4 separate regions of the Mus musculus genome follow, and all the other regions are linked to region 2. Evidence: chromatin contacts called from public Hi-C, HiChIP or PLAC-seq and promoter capture Hi-C data. All regions are on one chromosome and are shown on one strand. Each heading gives the region's core, a stretch centred on a gene start, on an enhancer-like site or on the middle of the called end of the contact. The rest is flanking DNA. Distances are from core to core; before and after follow the strand shown.

Region 1 (2,700 bases), core at 42-2,541, 170 kb after region 2:
CGCACAAATGCTGTGTCAGGGGTGCATTCACATAGACACACTCACACACACACTCACACACACACATACAAATACACATGCAGAAATACATACACACAGTAAATACATATATAGTTTCTAAAACAAAACAGAAAGTGGAGGTTAAATTACTTTCATGCAAAGGTCTTTCAGGCTTTTCTTAATTGTTGAAAATGGGTTGTTAATGATAAACTTGAACTCAGACAAACTAAATTTATACATCTTGAAGAAGAACATAGCTGGTATTTTTGTACTTGAAGAAATGTCAGTTTGCTTTTACATTGATCAGTCTGCTTAGGAACTATGGTTCTGGTGAGACAGAGCTAAGGCAGAGAGCTCTAGCACTTTAGCCGTTCTTATAAGGGTTATTTCAGATTCTGCTTCCCCCTCCTCCCACAAGCATTACTTCTAATGCTTTAAGAAAGACTCCATACTCTCTGGCCTCTGGCAGCAATGCACAAACTGGCCTACATGCAGACCATGGTATCCCCCTTTCCCTTTCAGCACAGGACTGCTCCCTCCCAGCTAAGCTCAGTGCCTCCACTTTACCATAGATCAGATGATATTCTCTCTCTCCCTCTCTCTCTCTCTCTCTCTCTCTCTCTCTCTCCCTCTCTCCCTCCCCCTCCCTCCCTCTTTCTCTCTCTCTCTCCCTCTCTCCCTCTCTCTCCCTCTCTCTCTCTCTCTCTCTCTCTCTCTCTCTCTCTCTCTCTCTCTCTCTCTCTCTCTCTCTCTAATTCAAGTCAACTGTAAAGATGAAGCAAGCCAGAAATCTAGTACAGGATTTTTCAGGCAGTCTCTAATCTTCAAATTCATGATAATAACTAATAGTCTCCTCAGTGGAATATTTGTAGAAAACTTGTTAACAATCAACTTAAAAGTAAATGGTAGAGTGTTAAATTGGTCCTACTAGCCTGAAACAAAGGTGAATGCCTATAATTCAAGGAATCAGGAGAGGCTGAGACAGGAGGATTATCATAGTCCAAAGTTAACCAAAGTTAACAATTTCATTTCCTAAAGTTCTCAGAATGTCAGACTTACCAGACACAAAAATATTGATGAAGATCAGCAAAGTCAAAGTCGGAATCCTCCCCAGAGCATGCATCTGGAGTGGAACCTAGTGAAACACAATTCGTAGCCCCCTGGGTGGACTCAGTGATTCCAGCTTGGTCAACTTTGTTTATGCTCAGTTCACCGATTTAGGAGTGACTTTCTTCCTCATTTCTCTATCTTTATCTTCATCTCCAGTCTGCCTCCAGTTGGATGACTAAGCCTTCACAGGAAAAAAAGACAGTGATGTTTGCTGAATGATAAAGAAAGAAGCCAAAGCATAACTCCTTCATTCTCTCACAGTATTAAAAGATTAAGACACAGTTTATGGCAATTCCATTTTAAGGCAGTAATTTTTAAAGGGTAAATCGTATACTGGAAAATGAGCAAACCTTATGTATACAGCTGATGAATCTGTACAAATGAACTTGGACAAGCATTTCCCAAATTTCCAAACCAGGGTCCTGCCATTTTGTTTCTCAAAGCTCTCGCCATGCCTTTCCTTGGTATTGCTTCTCAAGAAGCAAACATGGCTCTGACATCTATCAACATTTGCTCATTTTGTTGTTTAGTGAGCTGCACATAAATGAAATGCTTTACGGAGTTCATCGCTGTATGCTACTTTGGACTTACAAAAGAATATATGGTAACTTATCAGTTTCTCTGTTAATTTCAATCGCTCTATTTGTTGTCAAACATCAACAGAGACTGGTAGCTGACATCTGTTCATCACTGTTGTCACTATCATTATGATGACTATATGGGATATTTTGAGAACTGTTACATGTGCAATAGAGAATTGAATTCTGCTTTTTAGGGAGGAATTATGTTTCTGTCTGTTGGTGCTAATCGTTTTATAGTGTTCTATAAGCTTCTATTTGCCTGGTGATGGTTTATCCAGTAGTTTTAGCCATTACTAAAAAGTAAAGATTCAAAACATCCACCTAATATTACTTCCTTTTAATACTACCCACTGTCACTTCATGCATTGGAGTTCTGTTCTGTTGTTGTTGTTGTTATTGCTGTTTGTGTGTATATGTACATATAATATATATGTGTGTATATATATATATATATATATATATATATATATATATATATATTTACAAGATCACAACATATAGGTGAGATATTCACCTTTTATCAGTATGAAACATCCTTTTTTGTCTCCTCATAATTTTTATTTTTTGCCTAAACATTACTCTGTCTGATAGAGGCCATAGTTAATTAGTTCTTTGGGGAAGGTTACTATTTACATAAATATATATTTCCATTCTTTCATTTGCAACCAAGTTGTATTTTGATCTAAAGTTACTCATTTATACACAAAACATAATTGGAACACATTTAGTGCCCCCCCCCATTCTATTGACCTCTGACTTTAGCTACAAAGTTTAATCAACAGCATGATTTAAGACAGGAAAAACGAATTGTTGCTGCTTTTTCATGTGTTCCTTCTGTCTTATATATCAGTTGCATACATCTCAACTTCTTTTAATTACTTTCTATTTCATTTTTTCTAATGTTATTTTCTCTCTCATTTCTCTTTTGGGGTTTTGGGTATGCTGAAGATTGTAAATTAAATTAAATTAATAGGGCTAGAGAGATGGCTCTGCTGTTAAGAACACTAGC
Region 2 (2,700 bases), core at 184-2,683:
CTGATTGCTAGTGGTGTTCTCTTGCACCTGGAGTTTTGGTGACAGTTTTGGATTTTACAGATGGATATATTAAGATAAATCTATTGAACACCTAGACTTAGCAAGGAAAAAAAGCAAGTTATGCCTAGATCACAAATTTCTCAAAATCAGAGCCTATTGATTATTCCTCTACACATCCTATAAAGTATTTTTTTTTGCATTAGCTAATAGCTTTATTCTGCCTTTAATTCTACAGGCTGGATCATCTCAATGATGGTTTTATGTCTTTTAGTAAAACCTGGAATGAACTGCTCTCAATCATATAGTGATTATTCATTAAGAATATACACAGCAAGATTTTATCAAAAGGACCCAGATGTAGCTGTCTCTTGTGAGACTATGCCGGGGCCTAGCAAACACAGAAGTGGATGCTCACAGTCAGTTAGTGGATGGATCACAGGGCTCCCAATGGAGGAGCTAGAGAAAGTACCCAAGGAGCTAAAGGGATCTGCAACCCTATAGGTGGAACAACATTATGAACTAACCAGTATCCCGGAGTTCTTGACTCTAGCTGCATATGTATCAAAAGATGGCCTAGTCGGCCATCACTGGAAAGAGAGGCCCATTGGACTTGCAAACTTTATATGCCCCAGTACAGGGGAACACCAGGGCCAAAAAGGGGGAGTGGGTGGGTAGGAAAGTGGGGGTGGGTGGGTATGGGGGACTTTTGGTATAGCATTGGAAATGTAAATGAGCTAAATACCTAATAAAAAATGGAAAAGAAAAAAAAAAGAATATACACATGGACTCCAGCAAAAATGTCCCTCTTTTCATAAGTTCCATAAATTCCATGCAAGAAAATACTGAAGAATCATGCCACATAGCATCACACATGGGCACTTTGCTAATCCCTGTCTCTCCTACTTCCTCTCTTTTTCAGAAGTCTTTTATTTATTTTTTTTCTAGTCTTTGGATTCATATAAACATTCTTGCTGCCTCAAGGCAATGCTCTGGCAATGACTTCTCTATATTTCACAATTAGGTGCTGTAAGAAGCAATGCATACAAACCCACCAATGATTTCTCCACTTGTCTCCGTCTGTGACCAGTGGAAACACCAACGTCTTTTCTATCAGCAGCATAAGACTGACGGGACGCTTCACCAGCATAGATTTCTGTGCTGCCTAGATTTTTATCTCCATATTACTTCAAATGCATAAGTACCCCTCCTGACTTACTACTAGGGTCATGGGAAGAGTGTTCATGTTGTGTCATCAATGTGAAATGTCCTCCACAGGCTCATTTATTTGGACCCTTTGTCCCCACACTTTGTTCTTGGATAGTAGTGCTGCTTTGGGAGATTGTGGAACCTATAGGAGGGATTGCCTAACTTGAGGAAGAGGGTCACTGTGGGGGCAGGACCTGAGGCTATAATCTGGTTCTGGTTCTGCTTCTGCAATTCTACCTCAAGATCTCTACTTCCTGTATTCCAAGGTGTAGCAAATAGAATCCTGCCCCTCAGAGCTGTACTAGCTATTTTCCCCACTATTGATAAATTTATATGCTCTGAGACAATGAATCAAGATATATCCTTCCTGCCGGGAGTGGTGACGCACACCTTTAATACCAGCACTCAGGAGGCAGAGGCAGGTGAATTTCTGAGTTTGAGGCCAGTCTGGTCTACAGAGTGACTTCCAGGACAGCCAGGGATATACAGAGAAACACTGTTTCACCCCCCCACCCCCCAAAACAACCAACCAAACAACCAAACAAACAAACAAAAAAGATATATCCTTCCTATTTTAAATTGCTTCTTAGATATATCCTTCCTACTTTAAAGTGCTTCTTTCAGGCATTCTGTCACAGTGGTGTGAACGATAACTAATACAATTGCTTTATTTGTATAAATGTTTTCTTAAATGTATTTGTGTAGAAAATTTATGCCTAGATGCCAGTGGAGGCCAGAAGAGGGCTTTGGGTCCCCTGAAAATGGAGTTACAGATGGTTGCAAGCTGTTGTGCGGGTTCTGGGAATTGAACCCAGGTCCTCTGCAAGAGCAACAAGGATTAACTGCTGAATCACATCTGCAGTGCCAACTAATACAATTCTAAATAAGTCCTAAAAGGGAGAGGTTTTCAATCTGGAGAGATGGCTCAGGGCTTAAGACAAAGCTGTTCTGACAAAGGACTCAGGTTGTTTCTGGTATCCATGTGGTGGTCCACAGACTTTTGCAACTCCAGTTCTAGGGGATCTAATGCTCTCTTCTGGCCTCCATAGATACACTGTGTGTCTGTGGTCCACATGTAAAAAAAGCACTCATACACATAAAGTAAATAAACATTTAAGAAAAAAATTAGAGAAGGTGGCTATTCTCTAAGCAGGCACCCAAGGGAACTAGAGGAGGATTGCGGTTTAGATTTAAGTAAAGATCACTCTATATCTCCAGGAAGAAGAAGAATTGCCTTCAACTCAGGATATCCTTTTTTTAAATGCAGGGGTTTTATCTGTGGGGAAGCTCTTCTGACCTAGCTCAAGACCTGTTGTGAGTACTGAGAATAAGAGCAAGATGCACAATGCAGCGTGGCAAAGTCAACTGGAAAGCCGTTGGAGCATGAACAGGAAAGGATAGACAACCAGGCACAAAGTTGGCAGGATGGTCTGTACAGTAGATATTGTCTTCATATAGAACCACTATCTGATAGAGAAAAAACTGTGTAGGATT
Region 3 (2,700 bases), core at 167-2,666, 240 kb after region 2:
AAGATGTTGGGGATTTTCACTTGCATTTTAACAGGATCATGTTTGCCATTACATTGGGAATATACCTGAAGGAGAAACAAGCAATGATACACAGCTAGATTTTGGAAGCTATGCCAATAATCTAGGTGAGAGACAAGGAGGACTGGGAACACGATGCTAATGTTAGGGTCTGAGAACCCCCAGAGAATGAGACCCCAGACTCAAATAATATGCAACAGCAAAGAGCGTCTTTCAGCAGAATTCGGCATGCAAAGGTCGCTCCATTTAAGAATGGAGACACCAGTGTGTGCTCTGCAGGGTCAGTTTAAAGCCTGTTAGGGTGGCAGTGGGTGTCTTTTATCTTTTGTTTTTTCTTGATTAGTTGGCTCTATCTCCAGGGATATGAGTCCTTTGTGATTTGTTAGGGCTCTGGGGACTTTCCAAGGTGGTAAGGCACCCTTGGATTGGCTGTCTGCAGCTGTGGTTGGATGGCCATGGGCTCCTGAATCTGGGTCCTCATTTCTGGGAAACAGAAATAGGCCTAGACTCCCAAACTGCCAGTTTACAGCCTGTCATGGAGTCAACCTGGCTCTGGCTCTTTGATCTTCTGCCTACAGTAGAGACTAGGGAAGAGTTTGATTACAAGTGTCCATGGAAAACACAGCATATGTTGACTCTAAAGTTTATGTGCCTGCTATATGCAGATGCTTTAAAAAGAAAATAATGGAGTGACAGGGCACGGAATGATTAAATGCTTGTGGTGGTTTAAATGAGAATGGCTCCCATGAGCCATTTGAATAGTTGCTCCCGAGTTTAGGGAACTGTTTGGAAAGGGTTGGAAAGTGGGGCCTTGTAGGATTAGAAGGTATGACTGTATTGGAGGAAGGGGGTGTGTATTTGGGGGCTTCAAAGGACTCCAGTTGTTCCCAGTTCTGTTTCTGGTTTATGGATCTTTGTCAGTTCTCAACTGCTGCTCCAACGCTCTGCCTGTCAGAGAGATACCGTCCCTTCTCTGAAAACGAGTTGCAATTCCAACCACATTTCTCACCAGCTTATTTAATTTTGCAAACGTGTTTTTCTCGGTGACGTGAACTTATGATAAATGTCAATCGACGATAAAACGACCGGAAACAGAAGGCAAAGCGGGCTTGGAATCCACTAGTTTGTCCCTATGGTTCCTTCCCTTGAGACTCAAAGATCACAGGACAAGGTAAGTTTTTCGCATCTGGAAACCGCTGAAGACCAGAACACGCCAATCTGATACATAGTTGGTAAAGCCAAGGTGTTAAAGAAAGTCAGTGGGGTTTCCCCCTTTCTGCCCGGAGGTGGTGAGAAGCTTGAGCAGGTGAGGAGACCCTAGAAAACTACAATTCCCAGCAGGCGCTGCGGCAGCGAGCTTTCTGTCTGGCGCTGTCCAGACCCTACTAATAAAATCCAGTCGCGAGGATTCTGGGAGAGGAAAATGGCAGCGGCTAGGTTGAGTCATAGAATGGGAAGGCTCCTTGAGAAAGCGCCAGCACTGGGGCCTTGGACCCGGGTTTACAGCACGTCCCCTGCCTTCGCAGAAGTGCTAAGGCTGCCACAGAAACAGCTAACGAAGGTAGTGTACCCGCTGCGGGAACTGGGGCAGCACCTCGCCGCGGACTCGGGGCCTGGCCTTATCGAACAGAGACTCTTCGACCCGAGCCTGGAGGACATCGGGCGGGCGGAGAGCATCTTTGAGGCCACCGCCCGGAACCGCATCGAGTACCTCAGCTCCGCCGTCCGCCTCGACCACGCCCCGAGTTTGCAGCAGCCGGAGGTGAGGTTGACCGCCGGGTCTACTGTAGGTGCGAGAGCCTGAGTCGGCCTGTGCTCATTTCCTGTCACCCAGCGAGAGAGCTCGTAACAGCAAAAGAAAACACTCCGTGTGGATGCGCCACTCGTGTGCGGTGCCCGTGGAGGACCGCAGTGAGCCGCAGTGTGGGTGCTGGGAATCCAACTCCGGTGTTCCGGAAGAGCCGCCCGTGCTTTTATATTTTCATTTTAGTTTATGTGGGTTTGCCTGCATGTATGTCTGTGTACCACATGCCTGTTGCCTTCAGAACCCAGAAAAAGACATCAGTGCTCGCTGGAACGGGAGTTTCAGGCAGTTGGGAGCAGCCATACGTGCTGGCTGGGACTTGAACTACAATCCTCTGGCAGCAAGCGCACCTAACCATTGAGCCACGTCTCCAACCCCGAAAGTACAACATGTAATAAATAAGCCACTGTTCAGCCCTGAGAATACTAAGTACTCCATTCTCCCTACCTCTCTCTCATACTAGGTGTGTTTCATAGGCCGAAGCAATGTTGGAAAATCCTCTTTGATAAAGGCCTTATTTTCCCTGGCCCCTGATGTAGAAGTCAGGATCTCAAAAAAACCGGTATGCTGGGTATCTCTTGAATTTATAAAATGAGACCTAAGTATTGGCAGATGCAAGAGATCATAATTGCTAAGTTCCTAGAGAAGAATTTTTTTAAAAAATATGTAATAAGGTAAGACATCATTAATGTCTGTATATTCTCTGAGAAAAACAAAAGTATAGCTGAATTGATTTTAGTAGTCTTGCCAATATCTAAAGGAAAGCATTGTTGTTCTAAATTTTTCCTTAGTTGACAAAGTTAAGTATTTTATTGCTGTTTTCTTCTATAATAATGAATGTCTAGTTCTACATTGGTTGTAGGGAAAAAAGGGTTTAA
Region 4 (2,700 bases), core at 88-2,587, 220 kb after region 2:
ACTGCGGACAAAGCACTTCACCGCCCTAAGCTTAGGTTCTAGCTATGTGAAACGGAGCTTTCTTCCATCCTGACCTCAATGGCTTGCTATGCACATCAAAAAGAACAGATAACTGAAAATTCTCAGCAGAAGGGTGCAGTGGTGGATCATAGTTATCTTACGTGTGCTCACCAGTAAGACTATCATGTGATGTTCTCTTTCTGGAAGATAGACCAAAATGTGATTTTTAAAGGAATTCTGGTGAAAGGAAAGAAATACCGTGTCTCCTTTAAATTGTTAAACTATACATTTCAGAGCTAAGTCTGTTGTTCCCTCGTAGCTACTGCAGCTACTAAAAGTGAAACATGAAAAAGCCTCCTACACGAACTCCCACCACCCTTCTACAGTGAAATCAGGACACCCGCACGGTAGCCCCAAATTCTATTGAACTCCTACAAAACTGCAGACATTGAGGCGTGCACCTCCTGATTCAGAAAGTGACTCCTGTAGCCCACATATCTTCAAGATAAAGGCAAATATACATCACAGATACACCAGTGTAACTGTATGTGTAAAGCCTGCAGTCACGAAAAGTGTCAGGAAAAAAAAAAAAAGATACGTTCCCAACTTACACTGTTGGCGAGGGAGACCAGAGATGATAGCTGGTTGTTGGTTTGGTTTTTGGTTTTTGGTTTTCCCCAAGAAGAAGATACAGAGACCCCCATGTCATTTTGATTGCTATGAATATGTGTTTAATTTATCCTGACCTGTCCTGAAGGGGGAGGGGAGATGAGGAAGCGACAGTGGAGGACATTATAGAACACAAAGCAAAAATAAATCAGACAAAGCAGAAAGTAGAGGTGACAAGGTAACCCATATCTGGAGCAACCCTTATCTCTACAACAGAAATTGGCTTGCGTTACCCAGCGAAAAGGGACAAGGCTTAAATGCTGCGCAGAACAGGTCTCTCCTCCCTTAGTCATTCTCCCCACCCACACCCCCCAAAAAATTTCAGACTCACCAGCCACAAAGACCCCCCATATTAAGAGCACTGCTAGGGCAGAAGTTCTCCAAAAGCAAAACATTTCGGTTTTCTGGTTTTCCGCCGCTCACTCGGTACTTTTTCTCCTCAGAGGTAAGGGAGCAGCAGTGACCATAACCCGGATCCCTCTTCTCTCGGGTTGGCTTCTGCGTGGTAGCGCACCTCTTAACCCATCCGCAGGGAGCAGCCCCGTCCTGCCTGCCAACTCCTTCCACTCGCGTGCTTTAGTCTGGCTTGGAAGAGAAGAAACTTCTCTGGGACTTGACACAGCAATGGATTTCCTGTGCAGAACCGTGAAGCAAAGACAGAGGAAGCTGACTGAGTGGGTTACTTTCAGCCCATTGGCTCTTTCTCTTCTCCTGCTGCTCACAGATAAACTGTACAGTAAGGCTCTGAACATGCCCAAGACAGATGGATGTGTCTAAACCTCCATTCAAAACTGAAGAGGGTTATCGATCGATTTTCGCCGCGTGCTTGTAAATTTCCTAACCACAATGAATTTCTGGAAAGTTCTCCAATATAATAATAATAATAATAATAATAATAATAATAATAATAATAATAGTGTGTATACCCTTCCTCAGTCTTTAATGCAGAATAAATATTTCTACTTGAAAATGCCATGGTGAGATTACTATCTAGTCTGGAACCCCACACATAATGCTGGGAGCATCAAATGCGTTTTTCTATTATTTTCTATTATTTCTATTATTACCCTAACAATCCCAAAATGAGAGGCTTAAACACAGCACTAATGCACTGCCCGGGAGTCAAAAGTCTGAACGTCATGATATGGGATTAAAATCAAGGCGTAGCCAGGCCTTTGCTTCTTCTGGAGACACGACCTTTTCCAGCACCCAGATGTCTCTGCGCTCTAGCCTGCGGCCATCGGACATCATTCTAACCTGTGTTCCATTGCCATAGCTGATCGCCTGATGATGACCCTTCTGCCTTCCTCTTACAAGGTCCTTTGCGATTAATTTGTCCAATGAGCATTGTCTGTTCATCCGAAGATCCTTAATTTAATTACATTCACATAGTCCCTTTTGCCACATCAGTGAACGTTCAGTCGCAGACCTCTGTGGGAGGCTCAGTACTGAATTTCCATTCTCTTTGACTTTCGAGGAGTTAGGTTGTTGTAGTCACAGATAACCGCCTTTGAGTTGTCATAGATCTGAGAGTCTAACTTCCCAGAAAAATTCTGTGTAATGTTACTAGTTAGTATAAACTTAGATTACAGTTGAGAAGAAGGAAAAAAAAAAAAAAAACCAAAAAACCTCTGTGGTAAGAATTTCCTACCCCTGAGCAAAATGCTCCAGGAAGAGGAAGAAAACATTGTCAACAGGAAAAAAAGATAAAACAGCACGAATTTTCAAAGTTAGCAATTCCCTCTTCCCTCTTGCCAAACATTAAACTCTATATATTACCCTCCTCCACCTCTCAAGCTTTCTCAGTGCACCATTCTGATTCAAAGGAACAAGGAGATAAGATCCTTAAGAGAAAGAAAGACTTGAAGACATGTCATTTAAATTTAAATACTGTTTTTCCATCACAAGAAGCTGTTGACACTGTAGGTTCTGAGGACAATCTGAGCAGTGCTTAATTCTCTGCCAAGCAACCTCAATGATACTGGTTCATTTTCTTAGCTGTGTCTGTATTTCTTTTCTATTTGATATTAT

What was found. Promoter capture Hi-C pulls out the DNA fragments that hold promoters and counts their contacts. Hi-C and Micro-C count contacts between places; a contact is called where the count stands out from the background. HiChIP or PLAC-seq counts read pairs in DNA pulled down with a chosen protein or histone mark.
Region 1: a contact with region 2 is called in a Hi-C map of bone marrow-derived macrophages, with 30 read pairs. The contact joins the promoter of Cd200r4 here to the enhancer-like site in region 2. A contact is called at or near these places in 5 of 39 promoter capture datasets (the HPC-7 cell line, cranial neural crest, embryonic stem cells and 2 more), 2 of 484 Hi-C or Micro-C datasets (bone marrow-derived macrophages and nephron progenitors), 1 of 115 datasets of contacts at active chromatin or transcription factors (bone marrow-derived macrophages) and 2 of 9 other capture datasets (adipose tissue and liver).
Region 3: a promoter capture Hi-C map of macrophages shows a contact between it and region 2, with 7 read pairs. The contact joins the promoter of Gtpbp8 here to the enhancer-like site in region 2. A contact is called at or near these places in 3 of 39 promoter capture datasets (the HPC-7 cell line, macrophages and neutrophils), 1 of 484 Hi-C or Micro-C datasets (bone marrow-derived macrophages), 7 of 115 datasets of contacts at active chromatin or transcription factors (acute myeloid leukemia, bone marrow-derived macrophages, embryonic fibroblasts and 4 more) and 2 of 9 other capture datasets (liver and pancreatic islet).
Region 4: a contact with region 2 is called in an H3K4me3 HiChIP or PLAC-seq map of bone marrow-derived macrophages, with 4 times the contacts expected there. The contact joins the promoter of Cd200r1 here to the enhancer-like site in region 2. A contact is called at or near these places in 9 of 39 promoter capture datasets (the C10 cell line, the HPC-7 cell line, HPC-7-derived erythroid cells and 6 more), 1 of 15 datasets of contacts at CTCF or cohesin (large pre-B cells), 7 of 484 Hi-C or Micro-C datasets (bone marrow-derived macrophages, macrophages, myocytes and 3 more), 8 of 115 datasets of contacts at active chromatin or transcription factors (CD8 T cells, acute myeloid leukemia, bone marrow-derived macrophages and 4 more) and 5 of 9 other capture datasets (adipose tissue, bone marrow-derived macrophages, embryonic stem cells and 2 more).

What each region holds. Positions count from the first base shown.
Region 1 is chr16:44,819,319-44,822,018 of GRCm38.p6, reverse strand. It overlaps Cd200r4 (CD200 receptor 4), which reads right to left and starts at 1,291. Exons shown (of 6, transcript NM_207244.2): 1 at 1,060-1,291. The coding sequence starts at 1,123.
Region 2 is chr16:44,987,519-44,990,218 of GRCm38.p6, reverse strand. It overlaps a transcript of Cd200r3 not described here. Among named protein-coding and RNA genes, the nearest start is that of Cd200r3, 45 kb to the right of the region's middle. Within about 2 kb of position 1,433, at least 31 of the 459 cell types and tissues checked have an H3K27ac peak or open chromatin away from gene starts, as enhancers often do. A contact at or near this core is called in the HPC-7 cell line, acute myeloid leukemia, bone marrow-derived macrophages and 3 more, where this site is marked.
Region 3 is chr16:44,745,079-44,747,778 of GRCm38.p6, reverse strand. It overlaps Gtpbp8 (GTP-binding protein 8 (putative)), which reads left to right and starts at 1,416. Exons shown (of 6, transcript NM_025332.3): 1 at 1,416-1,780; 2 at 2,286-2,384. The coding sequence starts at 1,442.
Region 4 is chr16:44,764,373-44,767,072 of GRCm38.p6, reverse strand. Cd200r1 (CD200 receptor 1) reads right to left here and starts at 1,337. Exons shown (of 7, transcript NM_021325.3): 1 at 1,001-1,337. The coding sequence starts at 1,064.